4 separate regions of the Drosophila melanogaster genome follow, and regions 2, 3 and 4 are each linked to region 1. Evidence: chromatin contacts called from public Hi-C data. All regions are on one chromosome and are shown on one strand. The core of a region is the stretch at or near the end of the contact, and the rest is flanking DNA. Distances in the headings are between cores, read along the strand shown.

Evidence for each region. Hi-C and Micro-C count contacts between places; a contact is called where the count stands out from the background.
Region 2: a contact with region 1 is called in a Hi-C map of the Kc167 cell line, with 2.3 times the contacts expected there. A contact is called at or near these places in 3 of 107 Hi-C or Micro-C datasets (the Kc167 cell line and the S2 cell line).
Region 3: a contact with region 1 is called in a Hi-C map of the Kc167 cell line, with 2.4 times the contacts expected there. A contact is called at or near these places in 3 of 107 Hi-C or Micro-C datasets (the Kc167 cell line, the ML-DmBG3-c2 cell line and the S2 cell line).
Region 4: a contact with region 1 is called in a Hi-C map of the Kc167 cell line, with 2.9 times the contacts expected there. A contact is called at or near these places in 4 of 107 Hi-C or Micro-C datasets (the Kc167 cell line and the S2 cell line).

Annotation. Positions count from the first base shown.
Region 1 is chr3L:636,696-641,111 of dm6, forward strand. lncRNA:CR43423 (long non-coding RNA:CR43423) reads right to left here and starts at 1,873. Exons shown (of 2, transcript NR_048210.1): 1 at 1,436-1,873; 2 at 791-1,118. It overlaps lncRNA:CR43334 (long non-coding RNA:CR43334), which reads left to right. Exons shown (of 1, transcript NR_048209.1): 1 at 1-4,416.
Region 2 is chr3L:4,539,556-4,543,971 of dm6, forward strand. CG11357 reads left to right here and starts at 2,496. Exons shown (of 4, transcript NM_001259697.2): 1 at 2,496-2,549; 2 at 3,088-3,352. CG32243 reads right to left here and starts at 1,689. Exons shown (of 6, transcript NM_168094.3): 1 at 1,510-1,689; 2 at 1,368-1,456; 3 at 1,158-1,292; 4 at 740-1,098; 5 at 530-675; 6 at 1-476. The coding sequence starts at 1,613.
Region 3 is chr3L:4,224,879-4,229,294 of dm6, forward strand. CG46460 reads right to left here and starts at 2,424. Exons shown (of 3, transcript NM_001382165.1): 1 at 1,696-2,424; 2 at 49-828. The coding sequence starts at 1,898. The coding sequence ends at 1,803. It overlaps ImpL2 (Ecdysone-inducible gene L2), which reads right to left. Exons shown (of 3, transcript NM_079197.5): 2 at 49-828.
Region 4 is chr3L:4,119,812-4,124,227 of dm6, forward strand. Chd64 (Chd64,) reads right to left here and starts at 2,577. Exons shown (of 3, transcript NM_139603.3): 1 at 2,345-2,577. The coding sequence starts at 2,398. ens (ensconsin) reads right to left here. Exons shown (of 13, transcript NM_001300004.1): 13 at 3,096-4,416.

The DNA of each region.
Region 1 (4,416 bases), core at 623-3,122:
GAGTACCAATCCGACCCACTGTACCGCCCCATTGCCTCAATTGCAGTTGCAGTTGATGGCTCTCGAGTGTGCGTGTGCCCATTTGCAGCGGCGTCAGCGTCAGCGGCTTATCTCCTCCAACCTGGCGGCCACTGCGGCACTGCACCACCGTGCAAATGCAACTGCAACTGCGAGTGCAACTGACGAGCCACTGTTAATTTTGCCAAGTTTTTTTTGCTGCCCAGTTTTTGCTGCTGTGCAAGTCTCTCATGCATAAAATTGTACACGACATAATTTTTCATGAAATGGCTGGGATCCTCCCGGTGCGGCGTCGTTGTCGACGTCTTTTTCCGACATCTAACCAAGTCGAGTGGTACCAGTACTACTATATAGCCACCGGCTATATCCACATTCACATCCATCCCGTTGCCGTTGTTTTGGGCAGGTTCGGTGCACTTTTTGCCGGCTGACCGCGCTCACTCGAGTAGAAATTATGTGCAATTTGTCTAGCCAGGGGTCTGGTCTCTAGTCTCTAGACTCTAGACTCCACAACAGTCTGCAGTTCGATTCCGATTTCATTAGACTCCGCCGCCCCGTGTACGGTTGCACATAAAGGAAGTTCGCTGGTATAGTGCAAATTGATAGGGTTTTACTATTGTTTTTGGATTGAATTATTTATTTAAGTTCAAAATGCAATGGTTAACATAACCACCCCACTCTGTTACTTGATACAACTGCTGATATACATATGTATGTAAGAAGATTTATGATTCGATTCCTCTAGTTTCTCCAAGTGCATTGCTGCTTCTTAATGATCGGTGGGCAGTATGCGCATCACGTGCTTCCTATTAGATCGCGGGTATTATCATTAGGTTCGGTGTGGTGTGCTTCGGTTCGGTTCGGTTCCGTTCGGGCCGACTTTCGACCAGGCCAAAAGCAATTACACCGAAAGGGGGAATTCTTTTGCCATCGAATCGGATCGCATCTACCGTACGATCGCTGACCATGCAGCCGGCTGGAAATGGAAATGGGTATGCGAATGGGAAGGAAAACGGTAATGCCAGTGCCAGTACCAGTGCCTCTGCCAGTCCCTCCACGTCATAGGTGTGCTCCTCAAGTGGTGGTATATCGCGGCCCTGCTGATAAGTTGTATTAATTATTTTTATGGTCTTGACGTTGCTCCGTTGGTGTTGTAAATAGTACAAACAGTCGGTCGAAAGTCCAAGAAGCTTTCGATTGGGAAATCTTGCTTGGTTTTCCCTTTGTTTTTTTTTTTTTTTCAATTTTCTTTCAGCGGATAGAAGAGGAACAGAACTCAATTTCCGCCTGAGGCCGACTCTTTTCCACCCGGTAAGTGCCAGTGCCATGTGATTCAAACTTGAGTATTTTCGTACCCTTGGCGTATGTTTGTGGCTACAGGGCTATGGCATCACATGTCATTTATAGTTGGGCCTACCGTCGTTGGCCTGTTGATAAGCCGTAGATTGAGCGCGTGCTTTGTGACTGGGCTGCTTGGGTCTGGTTGCTCCGGGCCTTATTCCGCGTCTACCGAGGGGTCCACACAGGTGTGTGTACACTTTCGAAATTCCAGAAATTCTTGCGTCAAGTAGCCGCCCCGAAAACCTTATCACTCAGACGATCGTCCATCCACTGATTCCTGAGTTGCTCCACTGGAGGGCCGCGAAAGCGACGAAAGCTTGTCAATGGATGGCATTGATACGGGGACAGTTGGCTGGATTGATTGGTTTGATTGTGGGCCATCGTAAATACACCTGGCGCCCGGTGTATTTCAGGGAAATTGCTAATCAGAAAGGTGCACAGGCTTAACCGAATAGAATTTTATATTATTAGATTAAATCAAGTAAATTTAAAGATCTCTTCAAGAAGAAAATCCATTCGAGTTCCATTCCCATAAAGATCTATATCTAGATTTAGTTCTAAACAGAAATTACTTCTAGCTACTGAAAACCACGATCAATCGGGCCTAATTTATTTCCGTTTTCGTGATATTTTCGAGCCAGTTGGGGATTGTCCCATTTGGCATTTGATATGCATGCAGCCGACCGATACAACACTCCTCCGCTTTTGGATCCAGTAGATCCCCCCAGCGATCTGCGGCCATAAATAACCAGTAAAGCCTATGGAATTTCCTATAAATAAGTTCATGACGAATGTAACAAAAATTCCCCGAGCAACCTTAGCCCCGCGCCCTTCTTTACAAATGTGTGTGTGTGTTGTAAATGACCTCGTTCACATAAAGTTCAGAAATTCCATTTACAAACTTGTAATTGAAAAAATCCACACACACACGAGCGAGATTGTCTAGAGACAAAGTCAAACACGTTGGAATTTTTGTTTTTTACCGTTCAATGACGAATTTTACAGAGTGTGTGTGTGTGTGTGTGTGTGCGTTGTTTACGAAAAACAAAAAACAGAACGCCACCAGCTACAAACACACAAAGAAAAACAAAATAAAAAATAAAAAAAAACGAAAATTCCAAAAAGACACTTACGAAAGCCCCGCAACATTTTTTATTGTTCCGTAGATTACAACACATAGGAAAACGCGAGAAGAGCTGAAAAATTTTCGTTGTCGAGGAGGAGAGTGCGCTTCACACCGATATATCAGTATACTGATGTGACAAAATGCAAAAGTAGCACAGATACAAATGCAGATAGGGATACTCTTCTCGCAGTCTTCGAAAAAGAAGGCGTCTGGAAGGGGATCGACTGGAAGGGGCAGTGTCGGTTTGTTTGTGGAATGCCGTTTTGTAAGTTTCTTATGCATGCGACTTCAAACATAGTTCGGCATCGAAACTTTCTAGCACACCGACACACATACGAACGCGATCCAGCCGACACACACACACACACGCACGCAGCCACACACTTAAGCGACTTTCGAAAGGTACAACTTTTTACGAAGTCGCTGCCTCGGCCGCTGTGCAGCCGACGCCACTGCCGCTGCCGCTGTCGCTGCCTCTGTCGACTTCGAATTCCAACGCCAAGATGAAAGATCGGCGCAAAAGAAAAGAAATATTCATTCAGTAAAATTTCATAGCTGCAGCCGCATGGTTGTGCCGCTCTCGCCTGCTCTTGCTTTTCGCGCAACAAACCGAAACGAGAAACACATAAATATAAAAGTGTGAACATTGGCGTACATATAAAAACTTAAAACTTAACTTAACTTGAGCAACATGAAACAAATAAACACGGGAAAGCGGTTCCAGCGAAGAGGTTCCAAGGAGAGCAGACACAACCGCATTCCAGAAAGTTTAAATAACGCTGGAAGGAGGGGGAAAGTGGAAAACTAAACTCGAACTCGAACTCAGTGTGCCAGTGTATGTGTGTGGAATGCAGAAGAGGAAGAAGCAGCAGCAGCAGAATAAGCAGCGAATAGAAAATATGTCTTCAAACTGGTTTTTCGGTTTTTAGACTGTCGTCGTCGGCCAATCGGGTTCCATTGACATCCGAACGAAAAAAATAATGCCTAACCTTCGATGGGAACACTCGTAAGTCGGAATTCACACACAGCATGCACACACAACGCCGTTTATTGGCTGAAATTGGATGCTGTGTGTATGTGCGGTTATTTAGAAATTCAAATTGAAATTTTTCAAGCGTGAGTCATGCGACTGAGCGTGGGTTTTTGAGACCCGTTTCATTCTTCCCGACTCGACGATCCTAACCTTCACTGAGAACAGGAGTTAGCCGCCAGAACGTGAATGGGAACAGAATCGGGAACGGGAACAGTCATAAAAGTTGCATCACTCAGCACAAAAAGACGAAGAGGCGGGCAGACGGAGACACAAACAAGTCAACCACCAGCATAGAATGCGGCTGCCAGACAGGCGAGACGGCAATAGTAGTGGCGGCAAGAAAAGGCGCGACAAGCAGAAGAACCGTTTTACTGAGAAAAGAAGACCGGGCACGCGGCGTCAGGGTGCGAGCGGGATGGCAGAACAGGCAAAGGGAAAAGGGAGCGAAAAACACTGAGAGAAATAAGAGTAAGGTGAACATGAAAATTAAAATCTTACTGAACTCGTATATTCTTTGCAGCAATACTGTGGTTAAACGACAGTCAATTAAAAATTTGTTTGTGCATCGTAAGAAAATGTACCACATTGAATATCTAAGTTTAGAATGTTGAGAGTCGTTTTTCCTTAGCCTCAAAACTTCGTAATTCAAGCGATATTAAACGTAATATTTTTTCACAGTGTCATCGGTCGTTCTCTTCGCTCAGACTTATCCCGTTTGTTTTGCAGTTCCTCGTCTGCATTCCGTTGTTTCGTCCGAAAACCAAATTCAGCAGAAAAAAGGCCCTTCAACGGGAATATCGATATGATATCGATGGGAGAACCGATTTTTCGGGACCATTAATTTGCATATGCGAAAATCGAAGGAGTTACAGAAAAGGGCAGCAAGCGGTGCGTTTTA
Region 2 (4,416 bases), core at 1,246-3,745, 3.9 Mb after region 1:
ACTTTGGATGGTGCTTACTTATGCACAGTATTATCTGATATAGAATGGATTCCGTGGGAAAATAATATTTTAGCATTTGGCACATTTCCTCCCTCACAGTTTCCACAAATGTTTGCGTTAGCGCCATTATAAGCTTAAAAGTGTCGACTTCCAAATGCTCTGACATTCTACTTATCAAAATGTCGAAGCTCTCTGAGCTTGCAATATGTTTCTTGAGTTGGGTTCCGTATTCTCGCAGGTTTATTTCCTGCCCCTTGACTTTAATAGATAAATCTATTTCTATTTCTGGAAGATCACTTGGAGTATTTTCTGGTTTTTCAGCCTCCACAACCTTTTTTGATTTCTTGATCTTGCTATCAATGGGCTGAAATATTTTATCCAGCTTCGGTATTGAGGGCACTCCATTGCAACAACGAATGAGATTCACATTTCCCTCAATTTTAAATGATTCCCTAGCAATCTTATCCCACGCCGATCTAGAAATATTTTTATTTAGATTTGCGAGCAATATGAATCCTTTGATACCTACCGTTGCTGATTAACAAAAATGCTGGGATCATTATTATTATTATTCATCAGCGATTCAAGGCGTGAATTGTACAGATTATTCGTAAATAATACTAAGGAATCGGATAGACCAGCCACATCACCAGATTGTGTAGAACTATGAGGATTCTACATGAAAGACAAACAATTTAAACAAATTCGAATGTATGTTAATGAAATATGAAGTTTATACCAAAATCGACGAAAGCATCTTTTCACTGGCGCAGAAGTCGAAAACCTCTTCAGGATAAACCAGAAATGGAACTGAATGTATGATGATTTTTCTAAGTTTATTAGTCACACTGGATGCTTTTTTCAACGATTCGGGTGTTATTGGTATATCTTTCTTATTTGGGTGCCATATCTGAGTGGTAGTATACGTTTTTAGCTCAACGCGACCATCGGTTTGCTTGTAAACTCCAAGATACGGGGTGACCATTAGACCTGCGGCAAACCCCGTATGGGTCACAAATCGGTTCCAGGAATCAGACATTGAGTACTGTGACACATATGACATGCAACAGTCAATGTTGCTGGAATGTCCAGTTTCATCTTGTACAAATAAAAAAATATAATACATTTCTCGATTTACTTATAACTATCGAGCTTACCCACGCATCGTCGGCATCGAAACACCGGATACAGGCGCCAGGATCTACTTTCTTCGGCCAGCTTGGGATCATATACATTATTGACAACCATCACAAAAAATAAAGACGTGAGTGACTGCCCTTTGGAGTATTTTCCTGATATGAGAAAGTAGATAACATAATGACGCTTATTTGGAATATATTATTAATTTTACTATAACTATAACTCACTATAACTCCAGATCGCATGAAACATGTTAGAATCGAAATTCAGCAGAGACAGCTTTGCCTTCAATATGTTTTCTTGACCCGACGATATTCTGCAAACCTTGAGCTTTATAATTTGCAATTTTTTCGGATGAATCCTACTTACAGATCCCAGGTTATATCGTTGCCATGGCCCAGGATGTCGGCAAACTTTTGCTGCACTTCTCTGACTGTGGGAACTAAGTTTCCGTCCCCTTTTGGAGCACTCATTTTTGCAAACTTTTATTCCTGCTTATTTCTAGAACTTCTTCTGTTGCACGTAGAAGATGGAAGTTGCAACAAAAGGCGGCTATCGATAGTCAGTGCTGACGAACTGTCACTATCTAAGTAATATGATGTATTTACCAGTCATATTAGGGATATTTGTAATTTAAATAAACATTAAATAAAACACTTATCAAAATGTATATCTCTTAATGTTTATGATCACCCCAATATTGTTTACATTCGACTGTTTGTAAATAATTAGGTTTCATAAAAGGCATTATTACTCAACGAATTAAATATTATTCTAATTTTTGTTATTAAGTAATTAAGTAATTACAAAATTTAGTTGGCTGATAACGATATTAGTGCAATTTAAAAAGTTAAAATCTTAATGTTAAGTTAAAATAGGTTTCCTATCGGTTGAATCAATTATCATTGCGTTTCTTCGTAATTTACAACTTACGAATGGCGACTGAGCCGATGCACTTTAATCGATAGCAATTTTGGCAGATGGATCTTGAAAATCTAGGCAAGCTAGATGAGAAAGCGATAGAAATGGTCACCCCAAATTTTAAACGCGTGTCGATGCTTGAGTTCCATCCCTATCTCCCGCTTTCAGTTAACATTCCAGTGGTGTATATAAAATCTTATGCCTGGGGTTTTTGAAATTTATACTTAAATAATATATATTAATACTGAACATGTTAATATTTTTAAATGTGTTTTGATACAAATATTGTTAAAAACTAGATTTCTTTAACTCTGAATATTCAAAAAGTTTTATGAAGCCAACTCCCCTTAACAGCCCTTCTTTACAACTAACAACAACGCCTCTGTTAAATATAACAGTGAATTTCGCCGCTTTAACAGCAACTGAGAGCGGCTAACAGTGCGAGAGAAATTCGAACGGGGCAGCAACAAAAAAGAAGAAAAAGACTGGTAATAACGCTACGCTTCTCAGTTACTCAGTTCCGAACGGGCAAAAAACAATTTAGCGCCCTCTGAAACGCTCTGTGTTTTATTTTCCACTTAAAATATTAAAAAAGTGCATAAAAATTGCACACGTCGCTGATAACTCGCTCGGTATACTTATTCTCTAAAATACTGTCTTTCAAATCAGTTGGAAAATATGACATGATAATAAGTGAACAATAGCCGCGCCGAGAATTTTTCGACGAGTGACGGCGGTTATTCCGTTTTTTATTCAGTTTTTCTTAAAAAACCCAAGCGCATAAACAATTAAAGTCGGACAACACCATCGTTAAATGAATTAAAAGTGAATAAAAGCGCTGTCAACGCCTTTTTGGGCAGCGAAAAAAGGAAAGAGAAATCCAGGCCCAGCATCCTTCAGCCTGCTTCTTCTTCTTCCTCTTCATCTCCTTTTGCATTTCTTTTCGCCGCGTCTGTATAGGTGTTCGTGTTGGTGTGGTTGTGTGCAAGCTTGAAAATTGTGTTAAGTTAAGTAAATTTATTCCAGCTGCCAACAACAAATTGATGCCAAAAATCTATACAAATTAAGTGCTGCGTGCGCGTGTGTGTTGAATTAGCACTCCCAATTGGTGTCTCTTTCGCTCTAACTCTGTTTTTGAACTGTTACCCAAAGCGATGGGTGTGTGTAAGTGTGCGTGAGTGCTTCACATGGAAATTAATTAAAAACGCACATTTGTTGCCATTTCCCTCGCTCTCCCGCAAGGATTCGACTGACTGGCTAATGAGGAAGCAGCCAGGCGAACAACCAGCAGGTGACTATTAATACATAAAAAAAAGCATAAAATGTATGAAATTAATTATGCGAGTGCTTGGATACTATCTCTCCAGATTTCGAGGGGTTTTGTCTTTTACTTTTGCTTATCAGCATCCATTGAACAGTATCCTATTGTTGTCATTGTTGCTGCGGGGAGGGACACTTGCTCTCTCGCTCACTCTCTTTCATGTGTGGGTAGCGTTTTTTTTTTTTGTTTTTTATATACGCATCTATCTCTTCTTTCGCTCTTTTCTTCGCCTTTAAGAGGCGTTGTTGTTGTGTGCTCTTCTTTTGTGCTTTTTTCCAACATGAATTTTCTTCGCTTTTTGTTAGCACGTCGCTGTCGCTGAGGACTGACCTTGAACAAGTTCAGGCACAGTGGCACGCATGCCTGTTTGTTGTCCTCCGTTTTGGCTCGTCTGCTCCTTTTCGCCTTTTTCAACTCGTTGTCCTTGGCCTGTCCCACTGTGCCGCCTCGCTCCGTCTCCCTCTTCCTATCTTTCTGTGCGCCTCGCTCCCGTCTGAATGTTTGCCCAAGACTGCGAGAGTGTTTACCTCATCACTTAGGTACAGTGGAAATCTCACTAGTTCCGATACACCGCTTATCAATAAAAAATAACCCATTTCTATATCAATTTTTCCTGATATCAATCAAGTCATATGTATTCAACTTATTACATATTCAATAGATTTGTTATCTGAAGAAGAAGTCGCTAAGAAGACCGTGTTCGAGTCCCACTAAGATAGCACCATATCTCTAAGGGCGATATTTTGGATCTAAATCGATTTTTGTGTGATTTTCGCTAATAGACATTTAACACGTGTACTTTAAATTAATGTTTAATTTATTGAGCACTATGGCTTATAAGGAATTACAATCATTCCGTTCAGTTTAAAGTTCATTGTTTGCATTGGCGCTTCAAATTTTCAATCACATGCTCGTTGGCGAAGCTCTGATTTTTAATTGCGCCAGCTTCCGCGAGAAGCTCTCGCTCTCTCTTTTTCCCACATTCATCTCCCCTCGATCGGCCGTCTCTGTCGAATGGGCTTTAACGCTTTTTT
Region 3 (4,416 bases), core at 1,174-3,673, 3.6 Mb after region 1:
ATTACTTAGGATGAGTTGGTATAACCCGGCGGGTAGGGGAATACTTACAAGTACGGGATACACGAAGGTATCGGCGGTATCCTTTCCGACGACGTTGCGGGCTATGCACTTGTAGTTGCCCATATCCTCCCACTTGATCTCGGAGATCAGAAGATCGCCGTTGGCCAGCACCCTGTGGCGATGTCCTTGGACGATCTCCTTGTTCTCGTTATTCAACCAGGTGATCTCGGCGCGGGGACGGGCGTGCACGCGGCAGGGCAGCTGAATGTTGGAGCCCATGAGGTCCAGATGCGTCTTCTCGGTGTAGATGATTCGCGGTTTCTGGGCACCCGGGTAGGTCTTCTCCGGCGTCAGACGAGAGGAGCGAGGAGGATGCACCACAGTGCTGGCATAGATGGTCTTGGAGCCAGTGCGTCCCACACACGTGTAGGTGCGGGCCTCGCTCAGCACGTGGTCGATGATATGCGACGATCGGACGCGCACAATGGCACTGGGCGCCTCTTCGGCAACCTGGTTGGAGTCCAGATCATCGAGCTCCGAGCGGGGCAGGTGACCCACCACCCACTGGATGCTGGGCACTTGGGAGCCCATCATCTCGCAAACGATCTCGATGGTGGCTCCATCGGCCTGCTGCAGCTTCGTCGGCGGCGTCTTGGTGAACTTGAGCCAGTCGGCTTCGAAGGCTCGGTTGCGTGGCTTCTCCTCCTCCGCCTCGATGGAGTTATCCACGTCGTTGCTATCGTCTACCAGGTCCACGGCTCTTCCGCGGACAGTGGCGATGCTGCCGAACAGCAGCAGCGCTAAGGCGCACACATGTAAATTCATTTTCTGCAAGATCGATAGAGAGAGTGGAAATCGGAAGTGAGTTCAAAGTTCAACAGCGGCACTCGTACGACTCTAATATAGGTTATTAAACCCCAGAGCAACGTGATGCGATTAGCCCGACTTTTCAGCCAGTCATGCATCCCCCCACCACCCCACCACCCCACTTCCCCCACTCATCACCGCCTCCATTAATCAGGGGAGGTCTCCGAGTCTATTTCCCCGATAAGAACGCAAGGCCTTCAGTCGGCGGGCTCTAGAACATTACTAACACTTGCGAAATGTGCTAATGGCTCTCGGAGTCCGGAATTTAGATTCGGAATCCTTTTCCGGCCCCTAAGAGATGTGCTCGGTCCAAACGTAGATGAATGTATTTCACAATGACACGTCACCAGACAACAAGAATTGACAAAAGAAAATGATATAAGATTCTTGCGTGGGCCGAATCAGAGGCAGAAATCGAAAACGGAAAACGGAATGACTCGCGGAGTGTGACGTCAATTTAAATTCGAATTCTACAGCCCGATTCGGATTCACACACTCACCCACGCTTCAGCCGCAGATCAAGGGCCAATGTGTCCCCATAGTCTAGACTGGACAAACTGCGTGACCGATTAATTATTCAAATAGTTTCGAGGGTATTATGTATGTACATACGCTTGTATGTATGAATTAGTAGTAGCCCCACAAAAAGTCATTCGCCAATCGCTGGCGAATGTTGCATCAGACGGTCTTTGCCCTTCGACGGTGATTTTTGTATCTTTGGGCATTTCTACGAATTCGAATTTTGAAAAAAAAAAAACAAACGAAAAACGGAACACGAAACTGCGTTCGGCGGCAATCACCTATCTATTGTTAACGCACATTACTCACCCTTTGATTTGATTTCTTTTTTCTCTTCCGGTAAAAAATGTTTGCAAATTTCTCCCCAACGTTGGACGATGATAGATCAGGTAAAGCAGAAGCAGGTCGGCTTATCGTTATGTTATGAACGAATTTATCAGCTCTATGTTGTGATGGCTCCTGGTCTGGGCTTTCTGGTTGAAGTTGAGCAGCAGCTGGCTTAGCACTGACATAGGTCCGGCGCTGGATGCCGTCTTGGAGGTCGTGCAGCTCAGTGTTGGTGGAATCTTGGCTGCTTGCCGGTCTGTCTTGGGCGACGAGGATGGATCGTATTGAAACGTCTGGGTGCTGTGCTCGGGAGTGGCGCTTCAGGATCGGGATAAGGATCGAGTAATTGGGTAGCGGAAGCGTGTTAATCTCAGGCGGCGTAGCGAATATCTAGCTGACTACTTTGGCACATTCGATCCTCGTGGCGGTATCAGTGCTCCTTCGATGTGGACGTGGACTTGGTCTGGTACTTCTTGATGGTTGTCTGGTTGGCGCGGCACTCGTTTGAATACGCACGGTTCATCGACATTACACTCGAGTCAAGGTGTGTTGGTTTTTGGTTTTTGGGGGGGATTGCTGCTGCGAATGCGGTTCACGGCGAATTGAAAAGCGAGGATCGCGGATCGGCTTAGTTAACTTCGGATCAGTTGGCTTCGGCGGCTCTCAAAAGTCGTGTTCAACAGCTGGAAACTGTAACAGAACTGAATTGGTGGCCGCAGCGCTGTTCCATTTATATGCGACGCCGGCTCACTCACACACACACACAGACAACAGACACACACACACACACTCTCACTCACTCGCCGCTCTCTCTCTGCTCGTTCTCGGATCGTAATTCTTTATGCGACCGCCGCACCGGGAAGGTGCGGAACAAAACAGATATAACCGGACGGGGGGTTCGATTATCCGCCTCGGGATCTGTCTTTCCACCGCCTAATTGCGTCCGCAGTCCAGAGTTGGTGGTTTGGAAACTGAGGTGTCTCACAAGGATAGCTCAATGACTTTCCAGCCCATATACCATTTCATTTCGATCTTGACAATTAACATTGTCATCTTATGCAAGTTGTTGAGAACATACAACAGTGTTCGAGATCCTATGACTTTCTATCACATGTAAGTAAAATTAATTAACCCTACATATAAAGGTGCTTCACACTACTCTGTTAATATTCATGAATCATTTCGACGAAGTGCAAAGTATCAACCGTATATTATTCGTTTAGCTTACTGAATTAGCACTGTAGTTGTCAAAACCATTAATTAAAACTCCATGGTTTCGAATTCATTCGAACGAATTAATTTTGTAATCCATAACCAATCTCCCAATTAATAACCACCCATGGGAATCAGAACTTAAAGCCCGTTGACGGTGCGAGCAGCATTCAAATGTCTGGCCAAGAACAGACCACTTCTTTTTTTTTTTTCTTGGCCCAGTCTCCAGAGTGGTTGCTTAGCTTGGGGATCGGATTGGCGCAGGAGGAGGTGCAGTGGCACTGACATGGTGCAAGGTTCCATTAGCCGAGACCGTGTCTGAGTTCGAATCCGATTCCGAGTCCAAGTCACTGGCTTGTCCGTCCATCTGTCCAATCTGTCCGTGCGATCGCCTCATTGCAATCAAGTGTGAGTGCCAGTTTGTCTGCGGCGTTCGTTGGCTGAATGAGGAGCGCTGGAGGGGGAGCGGTAGGCGGATGGGGAGGTACGATACCACAAGGTACACTGAGAGAAAGGATTCGGAACTCAAGCATTGAAATGAAATCATATGTATATTTAACCATATCTTTAATCTCAGTTTACTTAAATGTTCCACTTCTTTAAAAAATTTCTTTTAAAGATATCCACGGGAACCACCGTTTTTTCCAAGTGCATTGCTGATTGGCTGCTCGTAAATGTAAGTGAACATCGGTGGCCAGGGGTGCGGTGGTCGGGGTGGACGGGGTCCAAACTAGTCTGAGCTGCCGTTGCCGGCCGGGAGCTTGGAGCTCTGAGCTGGAAACTGGGACCGCGGGCTGGGGACCGGAGGTGCAGTTAAAATGGCAGACAGACTGGCAGCCACATCGCGTGTTCGCTTTCCGCTGTTGCCGGGCGGCAGCCGCTTGTGGTCAGGATGATGAGGGGTGGGTAGGGGCATTGGGGAGGGGGGTGGCTGATACTGAGGCACCGCGACTAGTTTCTTTCTTCGCTTTATCGACAAGCCACATCGACAACTAGATTCAATTCTACGAGTAATTTATTTATTGCACGTTACACAAATCGTCCGACCGCAGACGGGTCTCTCACCGCCCCACTGAAACCCCCTCTCCACGACCATGTGTCAGCCCCCTTGCCGCCACAGCTATCCAACCCGCCCGCCCCCCTCAAGCACTTGGCAGCGGCAACGAGCCAGCCACAAAGCGAAATTCAATTGAGAGAAAAATCTTGCAGGTGCTTGAAATTGTGTCTCGTGCCGCCGCCTCTCCTTGGCCCGCCAATCCCCGCGAGCCCCAGATCAGTGCCTCCTCCGCCCCCTGGACATCTCCGAGTGCGCTGCTCCTCCGCCTGCTCCTCATCATCATCAGCCTTGGACGGCACACCTCAAAGCGCTGGCAACGATATCGTAACGCTGACGTAAGGGGCACTGAATTGAAATGGCCTTTTGATGCGACTTGGGGAGCACTTTCTACAATAGGAGGCACTGCCTGCGATCCGATCCAATCCGATCCGATC
Region 4 (4,416 bases), core at 1,327-3,826, 3.5 Mb after region 1:
TAGCGGCCAACAAGTGTTAAATTTTTGGGGGAGAGGTTCGGGAATGAATACCTAGCTATACCCATCTAGGAGCACGGAGTTCATGTGGGCCAAGTGTTCCACTTACGTGTCGCCCGCACTGATAGAGATACCCGTACCTATACTGATATATAGATACAGATACAGGGAGGTGCGTGCTGCGGATGTACAAGTGTGTACACAGTGTCTTTCACATATGCACTGCTAATTGAGTGTGGATTCTTGACTCCGAAAAAGGCCAAGTGATTAGTACGTGGCCCATGTGCCGCCAATGCGGTGAGATACAGCTGCGAGCGTGGAGGGAGTTGGAAAAGAAAACAACTACAGTGCGGCTTCTTAGGGGTGAATTTCCAGAAAGGAAATAGTATCATGCTGAATCTAAGATTGCTAAACTAATATATTCAATCGTTTATGTAGTTACAAATTAGTAAACATACTTTGAGTAACTTGAGACCTTTCTGCCTCATTCCTAGAACTTTCCCGACAGCTGGTGCTACGATCCCAGGAAAGGGTTGAAAATAAAGGGGCTACGAATTCCCTGGCCGAAACTTGAGATCCATGCCAATTTGTCGGTGACTGGTCGTAAAAGTCGGAAAAAGCACACACGCAAGCACGGAGTGTAGAGAACCCATGAGACAAACAAAAATATTGCTTTCATACCTTTTTGCCTCACTTTTGTTTTGCTGTTTGCTTACGCCACATACTCAGTTTTAAGTGCTCATGTGGTGGAAAAGGTGCTGCTATCGCCTCTACCTCCTGTCACCCCCAAAAACTCAAAACCCGAACCCGAATCCCCCTCAGAAGATATGAGTGACTCCCAGCGAGCGGCAAAAGTGCTCAAACTAACAACGCCTTCGAGTTGAATGGATCGCGAAGGGATCGAGGAGCACCAGTGGAGGGACAGCTGAAGGAATGACATCATCGCCTTCGGCTCCTGGGGAGCCATTCGATCGCGGCTTGGAGTCGCGCCAGCAGCTGCGCCTCCAGGCACTCGCCTCTATTTCTCTTATTTTTCTATACCCTATGCCAAGGTTCTTCCTATTCCAAGTACCAAAATGTTTTAGCTTAACATGATATGGCATAAATAAACACTACAGAGTTCTCATAATATTTTTCATAACCATAGTGCCTGATATATCACCATAAACCACGTTAAAACATACTTCATACTGTGTTTTAAAACATACTGTGTTTTAAAAATGCGCTAGTACAGATAATACCGATAAACAAGGCCTTTTGCCAAATGGCTGACTCAAGAGAATGAAATCCGGGTGGAAATACTTTTAGATAAGCAAAGCTAAAGCAAAACAAAATATTTCAGTTTGTCAACAACTTGGTAAAGTGCTCCTCAAGGGTATACAAAACTTCGGATATGAAAAATCTCGATTATTTGTTTCGTTTTTTGTTTGGGCAATGCTGTAACTGTAGTTGTCTTGTTGTGGATTTCGTCGGACTGCACTTAATCCCCTGTGCCGGCGACATATACAATTTCACTTGGGGCTGCCCAGGGGCGGTTGGAATTGCGTAACCCCGACTTGACGAGGGCCAAATGGCCGAAGGGTACGGGTAACCCATCCCCAACCCCATCCCACCCACAAAAGCCCGATGCATTTGTATGAGTGCATTTGAGGCAAAGTGCTGCTAATGGACGGAACTAATGTCAATTTACATTGCGGAAGCTACCATGCTGCAATAGTTGGGTTGAGATCATCCAAAGGGTCTTCCTTCTACAGTGGATACTCCACAAGTAGCACCTATGTATTCAGACTTGCTTTTATTGCAGCACAATTAATTAGGATTATATTAGCTCATCTTTATAATGTATACTGTTCGAACTTGGGATATTATTCATATCGAAATTTCCAGAGCTTTACTAACTACTACTAATTGTTTGATTTATGGATAACCAACTGTTTTCTCGATCTTCGATTTGAATCACCCGCACTGACAATGCCTCAAAATCACCTAAATCATCTTCAAGCTTTCGAATTACGCATGCATTACACATGTGTGTACATGCATGTATATATTCCTATATACATATGTATGTACATAAATACTTGTTCGACTTATCAGCGAAATGAGGTCATTCCTTGTTAGACGCTGGCAATTTCAAGACCATTTTTGGCTAATTTTTGGCATTTGGCGCGCGAAGATAAAATCTTGACAACGCAGCGCCAAATAAAGTCAATGCAGCTCTAAACTCACGCACACACCCGTGCAAAAGTTGATTTTTTTTTGGGCAATTTGTTTATTGTGTTGTTTTGTTTGGCGCTCTTCGGTTTTTGGGTGGGGGGTGCGGTTGTTGTTGCTATTTGGTACTTACTTTGCGCTGGGCCTCGGCGGCAAAACCAGACTTCGCTGCACGGTTGGACGCCATAGTTATTTGATGAAGAAACGGGTTTGCAGGGAGCTAAAATGTAGGTTGGTCTTGGGCTGAACTGCACCACTGTCCACTGGAATGTGTTTGCCGCGGAATAAATCGGAGGGAGCGCAAGGGTTAAGGCCAAGTTGGTTGGGCTACGTCCGTTCGCAACGAAAACTTACTACGTTATGAAAGGCGGTCCGAGCTGCGAAACAGAGGAAAGCTCGCCAACAGTTTAGTGTTGTAAAGCACACTCAGTCTTGTACCTAGTAGGTTGGGTACAACATAAAAGCTCCAAGCTGCGCTTATCAGCGGCAGCTGATTTGTTATGATGGCATTGATGATGTCATACCGCTTTGTTAACGGCAGTTGTTTTTCAAATAATAAAACATGGAACTATCGAGCACTGGAAACAATTTTACACTATATAAGTATAAATTTAAAATTTCTGGTTCATTTGCCTTCTAAACCAGTAACTTTTGTTTTCAATAGGTTTTGAAAAGATAATGAATCTGAATCAGTATGATTTCCATGATCCACCTGTTGCTTTACTTTTAATAGAAGTCAACCACTATTAGTGCTACTTTTTGCGGTTGTGTACAAACTATCCGATAAGATTCGCCAGAGTAAAGTTCCATTGAAAACTTCCTATGTTCCCCCTTATCGAGAGGTTCTTGCAGCAGCATTCCATTCAGATGACCATGACATTTTTGGGGGACTTTCTGGAAACCAAGAAGTAGCGAATCGCATTTGGATGATTGCCTTGAGAATTAGTTACAGTTTATTCACATAAATATATATTTTGTTTAATCGTATAAATTATGCAATTGTGGATTTACGATAAGAAGCGAATTTCTTTAGTGTTTCAGTGTGGTTCTAAATAAATAGGGGAATTGCTTGTATAATTTGTTGTTCTATTTGTCGTGTTTGTTTTTTTTTTTTTATGTGTGGGTTGTGATATATTTAATATTAGAAATACATAATTCAGCTTGATCTTCAAAGGTTTGTTATGTTGGTAGCATACACATTTAACTTATGTGGGCTTGTCTTTTGTTTTGATTATATCGCCATTTGGTTTATAACATAGGAAAGCAGTAATTAACTAGAAGTTAGGGCTTATTAGTTGCATACACATATTGCCATTATAATATATTATTCTATTAACGGTTTTCGCATGCGAATAATATGCCTGCTATATCTGTTTTTATAACCGATCTGCATACATCGATCATGCATCCTACTAATTGTTAAGGCCCTTTCGCTCAGATACAAGTGGGTAGTGTGTGATTTTCGTATTATATATAAATCGATTCATTTTTTACAATCTGTTATGCATGCTTCGAGGGGGACGACTCTTTAAAAAATAATCATCATAATTTATTTTTGCACATGGATAAATACAAATTACAAATATAAATGTGTATATGTATATATAAAAAATCATTTACCAAAAAATATATACGTAGACGCAAAAGAGACGCAATAATATACAGAGAACATTCCTATAATAAAGGGTGACATAAGCATAATCAGATTTGGGACTCCTACTACAAATAGTACAACATGGTAGAACTACCAGTTCCACTAGACCTAGGCATGTGTATATCAAGCACTGACATCTGTGATTACAGTGGGTGTATATATCCGCGTGTAATTGTTTTATTGTTTACAGGCTACCTATGTATCTGCTCGACTAGCTGCGAACAGTATCAGCAAATAATTTCAATTGAATTTCCTTATTTCCTCCTCTTTCCTATGTTTTTTTTTTTTCGTTTGTTTCGTTTTGTTTAAATAAATAATACCTCACGATTCGTTGGCTCAACGTATTAAACTTAACTTACAGAACAACTGTGCAAAGTTGGGCAAAAAATAAAGAGGGGGTTCGAATATGCCCTCCTAGCAGTGAGGCGCTGTAAATGTGGATGGGTTAATGGTATGTGGATACCGCGTCTTCGTATTCTTTTATTGCTTGCTCGGGACCCGTCCACACACAATTCGATCTGGGTGCCCCGTAGAATCTCGCGTTGTTGTTT